Regions from separate parts of the Capra hircus genome. Here region 2 is linked to region 1. The links are chromatin contacts, called in public Hi-C maps. All regions are on one chromosome and are shown on one strand. The core of a region is the stretch at or near the end of the contact, and the rest is flanking DNA. Distances in the headings are between cores, read along the strand shown.

Evidence for each region. A called contact is a pair of places that touch in the nucleus more often than the background predicts.
Region 2: a contact with region 1 is called in a Hi-C map of blood, with 3 times the contacts expected there. The contact joins the promoter of ENTPD1 here to the enhancer-like site in region 1. A contact is called at or near these places in 3 of 5 Hi-C or Micro-C datasets (all in blood).

Annotation. Positions count from the first base shown.
Region 1 is chr26:34,343,996-34,348,978 of ARS1.2, reverse strand. The region is part of intron 2 of ENTPD1 (ectonucleoside triphosphate diphosphohydrolase 1); the gene reads left to right. Among named protein-coding and RNA genes, the nearest start is that of C26H10orf131, 53 kb to the right of the region's middle. Within about 2 kb of position 3,053, at least 1 of the 5 cell types and tissues checked has an H3K27ac peak or open chromatin away from gene starts, as enhancers often do.
Region 2 is chr26:34,404,864-34,409,846 of ARS1.2, reverse strand. ENTPD1 (ectonucleoside triphosphate diphosphohydrolase 1) reads left to right here and starts at 3,010. Exons shown (of 10, transcript XM_013975163.2): 1 at 3,010-3,209. The coding sequence starts at 3,029.

The DNA.
Region 1 (4,983 bases), core at 1,804-4,303:
ATAGCAGAGGCCTGGATGTTACACTGGCATCTGTTTGCCACACACATTCAACTCAGTGGGGCTGTGCACAGCAGTCCCTTTGTCAGCACTGAAGGCTGATACTATCTCACTGTCAATGGTCTCTTGACTTTAAATATTCAGTGATGCTGGCTCTCTTGGCTAAACTTCACTCAAAATTGAAGCCTCATGACATCTTGGTTGTGCTATTTGTTTACCAGCTCCAAAAGTATGTGATTGCCTTCTTGATTTGACCTTTTTATATGTCCATTATTGCATCATTGGTGAGGGAGGTGGCTTAGGAGGCAAAATCCATGACAGACTCAGGCTCTGTGTTCTCAGTGAATACTTGTGGTCATGGATGACTTTTTGTCATTCATGATGGTTGTCTTCAAGACTGTTGTGATTCTGTGTTATTGTGTTGGCCTGGAAAAATGGAACAAGGTCTTTGTCATCTAAAGTGAATCTTTATAGTAGTATGATTGGCCCAATCCCACTAGGACCCTCTGAAGAGCTGTGGAGAAAGCACTTCTGAATTACTGCTCTAGGGATTTATCCCTGCGTTCTCATCCCTGTTGGTCAAGGGTTGCCCCAGAGGTTAGCTCCTTGGCACTTCCAGGTTTACGCATATGTCAGAGGGGCTGTGTGGGACTACGAGGTAGTAGGAGAGAAGACTCTGTGAAGAAATAGAGAGGTAAGATACAGGTTGAGCTAGAAAAATGCTGATCAAAAGCATGAAGTGGCCACCAAAGTTATCTGAAGCATCACTGTTCTGATACCCTTTTGTAGGAGAGAGAGTTGTTTGTACACATAATTTCAGAACAACAGAGACATGTGAATATAGGTGTAGTGCTACAGCTGCCCAGAGGAAGGAGTCACCAGTTGTGCCTGGTCATGTGAAGACTTCACGGAGGAGGTGGCCTTGGGGCCAAGTAATGAAGAACACTAAGGAGTCTGACAGGAGGTGAGCTAGGACATTTTCTGGACAAAGGCCATACCATTTGTTGCAGAGTGGCAGCTGAAAATAAACAGATGATCCTGGGGAATCACCAACAGTTCATCATGGCTAGAATATTGAACATAGGGCAGGAAGGAATGGTGGGAGAGGAGACTTCCACCTGAGTATGCCTAGCTCAGTGATGGATATCTCATTCAGCTGTAGCAGTGCTCAAGATTGGCTCCTGGGGAGCTTTTTAAAAATACTCATTTCTGGACTCTACCCTGGGTCTGTTAGAATCTTTGGGGGTATGTTTAGAACCTTCCCAGGTGATTTTAATGGGCAGTCATGCTTGTCAACCACTGCTTATATTTCCAACAGGGTGTGTGTCCGTGTGCTCAGTGGTGTCTGACTGTTTGCGACCCACGGACTATAGCCTCGCAGACTCCTCTGTCCATGGAACTCTCCAGGAAGAATATTGGAGTGGGCTTCCATGCCCTCCTCTAGTAAATCTTCCCAAGCCGGGGATAGAGCCCGCGTCTCTTGTGTCTCCTGTGTTGGTGGGCAGATTCTTTACCACTGAGCTACCTGGGAAGCAAACAGGGAGGTGGGGCGCAGATTGTGTTTCTGAGATTCTTCTTGGCTGGAGAGCAGATAAGAAGAGAGATCAGGTAGGATATTCCTGTATCCATCACCAATTCCTAGAGCTTGCTAAAACTCATATCCATCAAGTCAGTGATGCCATCCAACCATCTCATCCTCTGTCGTCCCCTTCTCCTCCTGCCTTCAATCTTTCCCAGCATCTTTCCCAGCATCAGGGTCTTTTCTAGTGAGTCAGTTCTTTGCATCAGGTGGCCAAAGTATTGGAGTTTCAGCTTCAGCATCAGTCCTTCCAATGAATATTCAGGACTGATTTCCTTTAGGATGGACTGGTTGGAGCTCCTTGCTGTCCAAGGGACTCTCAAGAGTCTTCTTCAACACCACAGTTCAAAAGCATCCATTCTTCAGCACTCCGCTTTTTTTATAGTCCAACCCTCACATCCATACATGACTGCTGGAAAAACCATAGCTTTGACTAGACAGACCTTTGTTGGCAAAGTAATGTCTCTGCTTTTTAATATGCTGTCTAGGTTGGTCATAGCTTTTCTTCCAAGGAGCAAGCATATTTTAATTTCATGGCTGCAGTCACCATCTGCAGTTATTTTGGAGCTCCCCAAAATAAAGTTTCTCACTGTTTCTACTGTTTCCCCACCTATTTGCCATGAAGTGATGGGATCGGATGCCATAATCTTAGTGTTTTGAATGTTGACTTTTAAGCCAACTTTTTTACTCTCCTCTTTCATTTTCATCAAGAGGCTCTTTGATTCTTCTTTGCTTTCTGCCGTAAGGATGGTGTCATCTGAGTATCTGAGGTTATTGATATTTCTCCTGGCAATCTTGATTCCAGCTTGTATTTCATCCAAGCATGATGTACTGTGCATTTAAGTTAAATAATCAGGGTGACAATAAGTAGCCTTGACATACTCCTTTCCTAATTTATTTATTCATAATTATTTATCATTAGATTCTTTAGAGGACCTTTTAAGATAAAGATGGAACACCTTGGATGTCATGTTGAGAACAATCTCTCCATGCTTCTGTTTAAAGAGGGTGGTGGCCATATGCTTCTGAACGGGAAGGCTTTCGGCTGTCTCTACACATTTCCTGACTCTTCATCCCTGTCTTATTGTGGGGATCATTAATTCTGTCTGCTTGGAGTGCAACACAGCAGGGGCCATGGATTCATACCACCTGGGTTTAAACCTCAGCTCTGCTCTTATAGAGATAGGACATAACTTCTCTGAGCCTCAGTTTCTCCATTTGTAAGACAGAGCTGATCACTGCTATCTTGTAGATTACTGTAGGAGTTGAGTGGGATAAAGTAAACGCAGTGTGAAGTGCAGAACAGGATACTGGCCCACCACACACCCTTGTTGTTGGCAACTTACGTGTTATCATTATCATCTTTGCAGCCTGTCTGCCTGGTGACAAATCACCACTTATCTTTTCCCTGCCTCTTCCCATCTGACTTGCCCTCTTCTAGCCCAGTTCAGGTTAGCTCTCCAGTTCCAAAGATCCAGTCTTCTCATCTTCCTGCCTGATCCAGTTTGGGTTCAGCCTGGTTGGAAAGTGGTTGCCTCATGCCTGACCATATCTCACAAAACACAAGAACTCTCTTTTGTACTGATGGCTTTACTTGCCCAGCCACCCAGGTTGTAAGCATTCTGAGGCAAGGACTGGGTTTCATTCATCTTTGCATATATCAATATTGTCTTAACCTTTCACTCCATTCATTCATTTAATAAATAGTCGTTGACCATCTACCCTGCTTTAGGCCCTAGGACTACAGCAGTGAGCAAGACTGGCCAGGTCCTGATCCTCACAAAGCTATAGTCTAGCGGAAGAGACAATCATTAACTGAACTGTCAACAGAATAAATGTTAAATTACGGCCAGCACAGCATCTGACTGGGGTGGCCTCACAGAAGTTTGCTGACTCAGTGAGTAGAGTGGGCTCCCTGCTTGGATGTGAAGAGGATGTGAAGAAGGACAGAAGAATTTGTCAGTGTGGGAGGCAGGCCTCTGCCTCAGGATGCCCTCTGGGTCCTGGCTCCGCATCCTCATTCCCAGAGCCTACATAATTCAGACCTCCAGTGTGTAGGGCCCAGGAATCCACACACATAACAGGCATCCTGGGCCGTTCTCGTGACATTGAAGTCTGGGAACTGCTGCTGGGTAAATATGCAGTGACCACATTAAAGCAAACAAACTGGGACCTTAATATACTGAAGAATCATTATCTGTACCTAAATGTCCCCTGGGAAAGTGTTTTTGTCCTGTGGACCTGGTGGGGAGGTAGCTTTGAGGTCTGTTTGGCTCAACACTTCCTAAGTTGCCGTTGTCGACCTGTCAGGATATTGCTACAGCACAAGCACTGCACATTCTGGCACACACAGAGCCCCACACGTTTCTTTCTAAGGCACCAAACTGACCCTGTCCAAAGCCTACATTAAAACTTGCCACTTCCCTGCAATGCCAGACAGCTTTGATTTCAACCCCAGATCTGCCATTTGCTAGCTTTGAGACTTCTGGCAAGCAAATTCTCTCCGCACATCAGTTTCCTTATATGTAACATGGTGATAATAGCTACTTGGAAGATGGCTGTAAGGATTAAATGGAATAGGACTGCCAGCTCACTTATCAGAGTGCCCAGTGCATCAGAAGCTCTCAGTGGAGACCAGCTGTCCACACTGCTTTGGGGATGAGTTTAAGGAAAGGCCCTCAGCTCTTGGTGTGTTGTGTTCACTGAAGCCGGTGCTCCCAAGATTTCCAACTGCTGCTAACCTGTGCTGGGCATCTGCTTTTGTCACTGGGAACTAAAGTGTTATCTTTTAGGACAGCGCTTGTGATTTTTTCTTTTTTTTTAATGGAGAATTTGGAAGAATTTGCATCAATTTTCAACCTCAAATACTCTTGGAAAATAACTATAGTATTTTCATTCCACTGGGTTTAAAAACAAAACAACAAAAAGCAGCAGCACCTGGAGATGAGAGGTGGTGATGGCTATACAATAGTACGAATGTACTTAATGCCATACTGTGCACTTAAAAATAGTTAACCTGGTCAGTTGTAGGGTCTGTGTATTTTACCACAATTAAAAAATAAAAGTAATAGACAACAAAACTGCAGTTTGTATTAAAGGTCTAGTAACTCCAGCTAAAGAAAAAAGAAGAGAAGAAAATGGTCCCTAATTGTTTCCAGGTGCTTCCAGCATCCCTGTAGCTAATGCAGACCTGATTTGTTTACAGAGCACTGGAGTCATTCAAAAGGACAAGCTCTGTTTATTCTAAAGCGCTCACAGAAACAGAGCAATGAGGTTGCTGAAGTTACCGTTAAAACTACAGGGCTTTTAAGAAAGATTCTGAAGGACCAATATGTGTGAAGAAACCAAAAAGAGTTAATTCACGCTGTAGCCCATGTTACCTGACTTCTGGGGTTTTTGTTGTGGGG
Region 2 (4,983 bases), core at 1,761-4,260, 61 kb before region 1:
TTATATAATATCCAGTGTTCAAATTTCTTCAGTTGTCCTGTCCCGAAGTTTCTTTTAAATTGGTTCAAATCAGGATTTCAAGGCCCAGTTACTGCATTTTCTTGGTGTATCTTTAAATTTCTTTTAGTCTATAGGTGCCCCATCCTCTTTTTTCTTCCCCGCAACTTCCTTGTTAAAGAAATTGAGTTATTTTATAGTGTTTCCTCCAGATCAAGTTTTACTGACTGCATTCCTGTGGAGCATTTTAATTTGGTTTTCAGTGCCCCCAGGCCTCCTGTGAGCTGGTAGTTATATATAGAAGCTTCGATGTTAGCAAGACTGCTTCAGAAGTTGTGCTATACCTCCATCAGAAGGTTGTCAATGAATGTTCGTACCTACTTTTGTGATATAAGCAATCATTGGTGATTATGCTTAGGTTTATTCTTTTTTTTTTTTTTTTGTAGGGAGGTTGTTTGCACAATGGTTATACTCAAATTTTTTTCAATTATCTGGAATACTTGAGGGAGGAACTTCTCCCTCTTCGTCAACTATTTGGCCCTTCTATTGGTGCAGTTTGTGCAGCAAAGGCAGGTTGAGTGTTGATATTTTCCTTTTTTATTTACATTTTTTTGGAATAATGTATTGGTTCCAAAGATGAACAATGATTTCTTTATAGTACCATCATGAATATGAGTGTCAATATATCTAATGTGTTTCAATACATTTTAGTTATTATTTATTATTGCCACTCAAATTTTTTATTACTTTGGCTAGTAGAAGCCACTTGAAGTTGGCTCCTGAGTCCTTTTGGAATGACCCTAGTAGTTTTAGATGGTGTCCTTTATTTCTGGTATGACAAAAGGTTCCAATCTCATGTTATACACTTCCTGCTTCAGACTTGGAATTTGCCATCTTTCCAAAGAACCTAGGTTCATTTTCGTGGAAAACACTAGAGATCACTATCTTGTGCTAGGATAGAAGACAGTAATTTATTAAAGACTTAGGAATGAGCTCTGTGGATATTTGGGAAAACAGTACTATAGGCAGAAAGAACAGCTAGTGCAAAGACTCTGAGGCTAGAGACAAGGCAACATGAAGAGAACAGTAGGAAAGTCAGAGAGGTGATGGGGAGCAAGCCAGGTAGGAACTGGTTTATGCTTGGAGTGAGATGGGAGCCACTGGAAGGTTGAGCAGAAGAGTGATATGCTTGGTTTGGTTTTAACTGAATGACTGTGAGTACTGGGTACAGAATGACTGAGCAGGATTGAGAGCAGGATCTGGGAGACCAGTGGGAAGGCTATCATAATAAACCAGGTGCGAGATGATGCAGCTTGGCCCAGCGTGGCAGCACTGGGGGTAACGAGAAGAGGGCATGTTCTGGAGGGGGCTCTCCTTGACATGTTCACATGCTTTTCTTTTTCTCCCACATAACCTCTCACTCACTATGGATCTAGATCCTTTTTTTTCTCCTTCTAGCTTTGACAGTCTTTTTTCCATCCCATAGTTCACAGGATATTTTGTAGACATGTTCTTTTTGGAACTTTTCTCTGAAACAATGATGCCCAGACAGTCATAAACCCATTATAAATTTGTTGATTTTTACAGAGATACCATCACATCAGTTAAAAACAATTTTACCACAATAGGACAAATACCAAACTAACATTTCTTATTAGAAATCTTGGTATCTGGAAAAGGCATCCACTGGATTCTCATTTAGTATAACTAGCTTTTATTATAAATGGCAAATACTCTAACTCTGAAACCTTTAGTAAGGTAAAGAAAGAGTCTTGTGCAGACTCAGATTTATTAAAGCACTAAACTTTTTTTTGAGGGGGGGGGGGCGGTGGGCAGGTGCTGTGCCATTAAGATCTTAGTTCCCTGACCAGGAATCAATCCCGTGCCCCCTGCAATGGAAGCATGGGTCCTAACCACTGGACCACCAGGAAAGTCCAACATGAAACATTATTGAGCACACAGTATGCTGCTGAGCACTGAGCAAATAACAGAAACACTAAACTGAAAAAAAAAAAAAAAAACCCTGCCTTTATTAAAGTATGATTAAAAGTATAGTGGAGAATATATTTTTATAGAGTAAAAAACAGCCTTTAGTGGTCACCAATTTAATAGCTTATGGAATATATATGGAAGTAAAATGATAGCTCAGCTGGTAAGGAATCCACCTGCAATGCAGGAAACTCTGGTTCAATTCCTGGGTTGGGAAGATTCCCTGGAGAAGGGATAGGCTGTCCACCCCAGTATTCTTGGGCTTCCTTGGTGGCTCAGATGGTAAAGAATCCGCCTGCAATGCGGGAGGCCTGGGTTCAATCCCTGGGTTGGGAAGAGTCCCTGGAGAAGAGACAGCTACTCACTCCAGTAATCTGGCCTGGAGAATTCCATGGACTGTATAGTCTGTGGGATTGCAAAGAGTCAGATGGGAATTAGCAACTTTTCACTTTCACTTTCAAAATGTTTTATGGTGTAACCGATTTTAGACACAAATTCTCACGTGGAAGAAACAATGTAGAAATCAGATTTATGTTCTGCTTGGCTGCTATTTATTAACTCAACCATTCATCAAAAATCTACTAAGCACCTACACTGTGGGAGAAACTGTATCAGGTGCTGGAGAGCATGGTAACAAGAGAGAGCAGCTCCCTGCCCTCAACGCGAACATGAACTTGTAGCTTAACATCCCCACATCTCTATCGTCGCTTAGACTACCCGTCAGGTCTCTTTGAAACCTAAAATGCTAAAGTTTGACAGCCTCCTGGAGGGAGAAGTTGCCCAAACACGCTGCCTTAAGACTTGGGAACTTACCTTCCTGTGGGTTGTCTCTTATCCTGATTTCAAAATAACTTCATAGACACCGTTTCTTTTTAATGCTTTGGTCAGTCTGTATTTGGGTCATCGTGGCAAAGCCTGGATGTGGCAATTCCTGCCTATAAGACTTCAGAGGTAGGGGGTGAAGGTTTGGAAAAGGTAGACAATTCGCATCAGCACAGCTAGACAGCTGTTCCCAGCGAGCAGCCTTCTCTGCCGTCCCACCATGACTTCCGACCAATACTACGGTTTCTCAAGCCGCAGCGTCCTTTGCTTGGGCGACCCAGTGCTCTTCTGGCGTAATGAACTCCAAAAAGGGATTGCTCATCAGGGAACCAGAAGTAATCGGATTTGTGGGGCCAGCAGATCTGTTCCTGAGTCCCATCCTTTTTCCAGCCGGTATCAAGGTAACAAGTTTCTTGTTAGCTTGCTTCAAAATTGCAGAAAGTAAATCGCGCTTTTTTTAATTTGCTTGCAGACAAGATACATTTTTCAAGGGGGGAAATGGATTTCTGTATCAAAGAGAGAGGGGAAACTCTGAAGCGAAATCTGAACACACATTGCCTCAAGATAGAAAAAGTTACAGCCCAGGCAAGCTTTAGGGGAATGAGCTGCTGAACTCCTCGGCATTCTGTCCTTTCAGTCAATGAAAAAGACATAGGGTTTGAGGTTCCTTCCGAAACGGGGCAGGCTAATTTAGCCCCTCCCATGATTCCGAGGGTCTGTTATATCTCTGTTCCTTGAGTACCTCTTTCACTGAGACCGACCACAGCAAGCAGAGGCTGAAAAGTAAAGAGCAAAGAGGAAGAAAACAAAAGCTGCCAATTATGGAAGATAGAAGGGGTAAGAGCAAAATTGATTTGATCTGAATCCTTAAGACCAGGAAAAAATAAAAATAAAAAAACAAAAAAAGGAAACCAAAAGCCCAGACCAAAAGCAAGTACTTGAAAGAGCAAGAGGCAAAAAGCCCTATATACACTTTCCCACCCTCTCCTTCCGAGAGGAGGCAGAGAGAAAAAAACTTTGGGGAATATTTTACAAAGCCAAGCTCCAGGGTTACAGTCAAGGGTGACTCTTGAGCAAGCTGGAGCGGCTCATGAATATTTATGAGCAATTGGTATTCAGATCTGGTTTTTTAGAGGCAAAAGACTTCTTCCGTCCCCTCACAGTTTAGGAGGCAGCTGCCTCTTTTGCAGTCCGGAGTCGTCTTGCTTCGGGTCAGTGCCTCACCGCGTTTGCTGGAAGATGCTGGGCTGCCCCTGTAGATCTGCTTTGTTCTCGAATTTCCTGCGTGCTTTCCTGTTGTGAAATTAGCAAAGACTTCTCTGCCTGGAATTAGACAGAGAAGTTAATGTGGCAAGAGGCTGTCTCAACAGGACCCCAGAGTGTGTCTTGCAAAAGGCTAAACGTTTCTTGGGAGGTGTGGGGGAGTGTGCATGAGTATGGGGGTGGGGTGGGGTGAGGGGAGGGAAATCTCCAAGAACAGTTTTATCTTAAAAAAGTAAGGCTTATCTGACTGACTGACTTTAGATTCTGTCTAAAAACTAGGAGAGCAGCCTGGTTTGCACAGATGGTGTGCGATCTCTGTCTTTTACCTCTTTTGGGCATTTTCTGCCAGGACAGAGAACACAGAGAGCCAGCTGCTTGCCAGCCCATGGGAGCCAGGAAGAATGTCTGCAGCAGCGTGCTTGTGTAGGATTGTAAACCTTCATCACCTCCGGTTTCTAGTATCCCCATGTGTTTTTATCACATCGAATGTGGAGGAATGGGATGAGTAGCCAATAGAGTTCCTAATAATGATAAAAATGATAGCTGTTAACATTTTCGTCTTTCCTCTGTGCTGGGAGCCGTCCTAAGCCACTCCCTGCGACTTATAAAGTGAATGCTATCATCACCCCCATTTCCCAGATGATGGCGTTGAGGTAGTGAGAGAGTAGCTTGCCTTGGCATCACACAGTAAGCGGTGAGTTTAGATGCAGGTGATGGACACAGGGTCCAAGGGGCTGTTTCCCCATTCTGTTGCTCCAATTCAAAGTCTCCTGCTACTGCCCTGACACTGTTGATTATGTTTGCAAATCTTTGAAGCTACTGGGGAAATGATATTGATGAAATCTCAAGTCTGTGAAGCAATCTGCGCTTTGCTATCAAGTTTACATGCATTTTTTCTTATTTGGTGCCTGT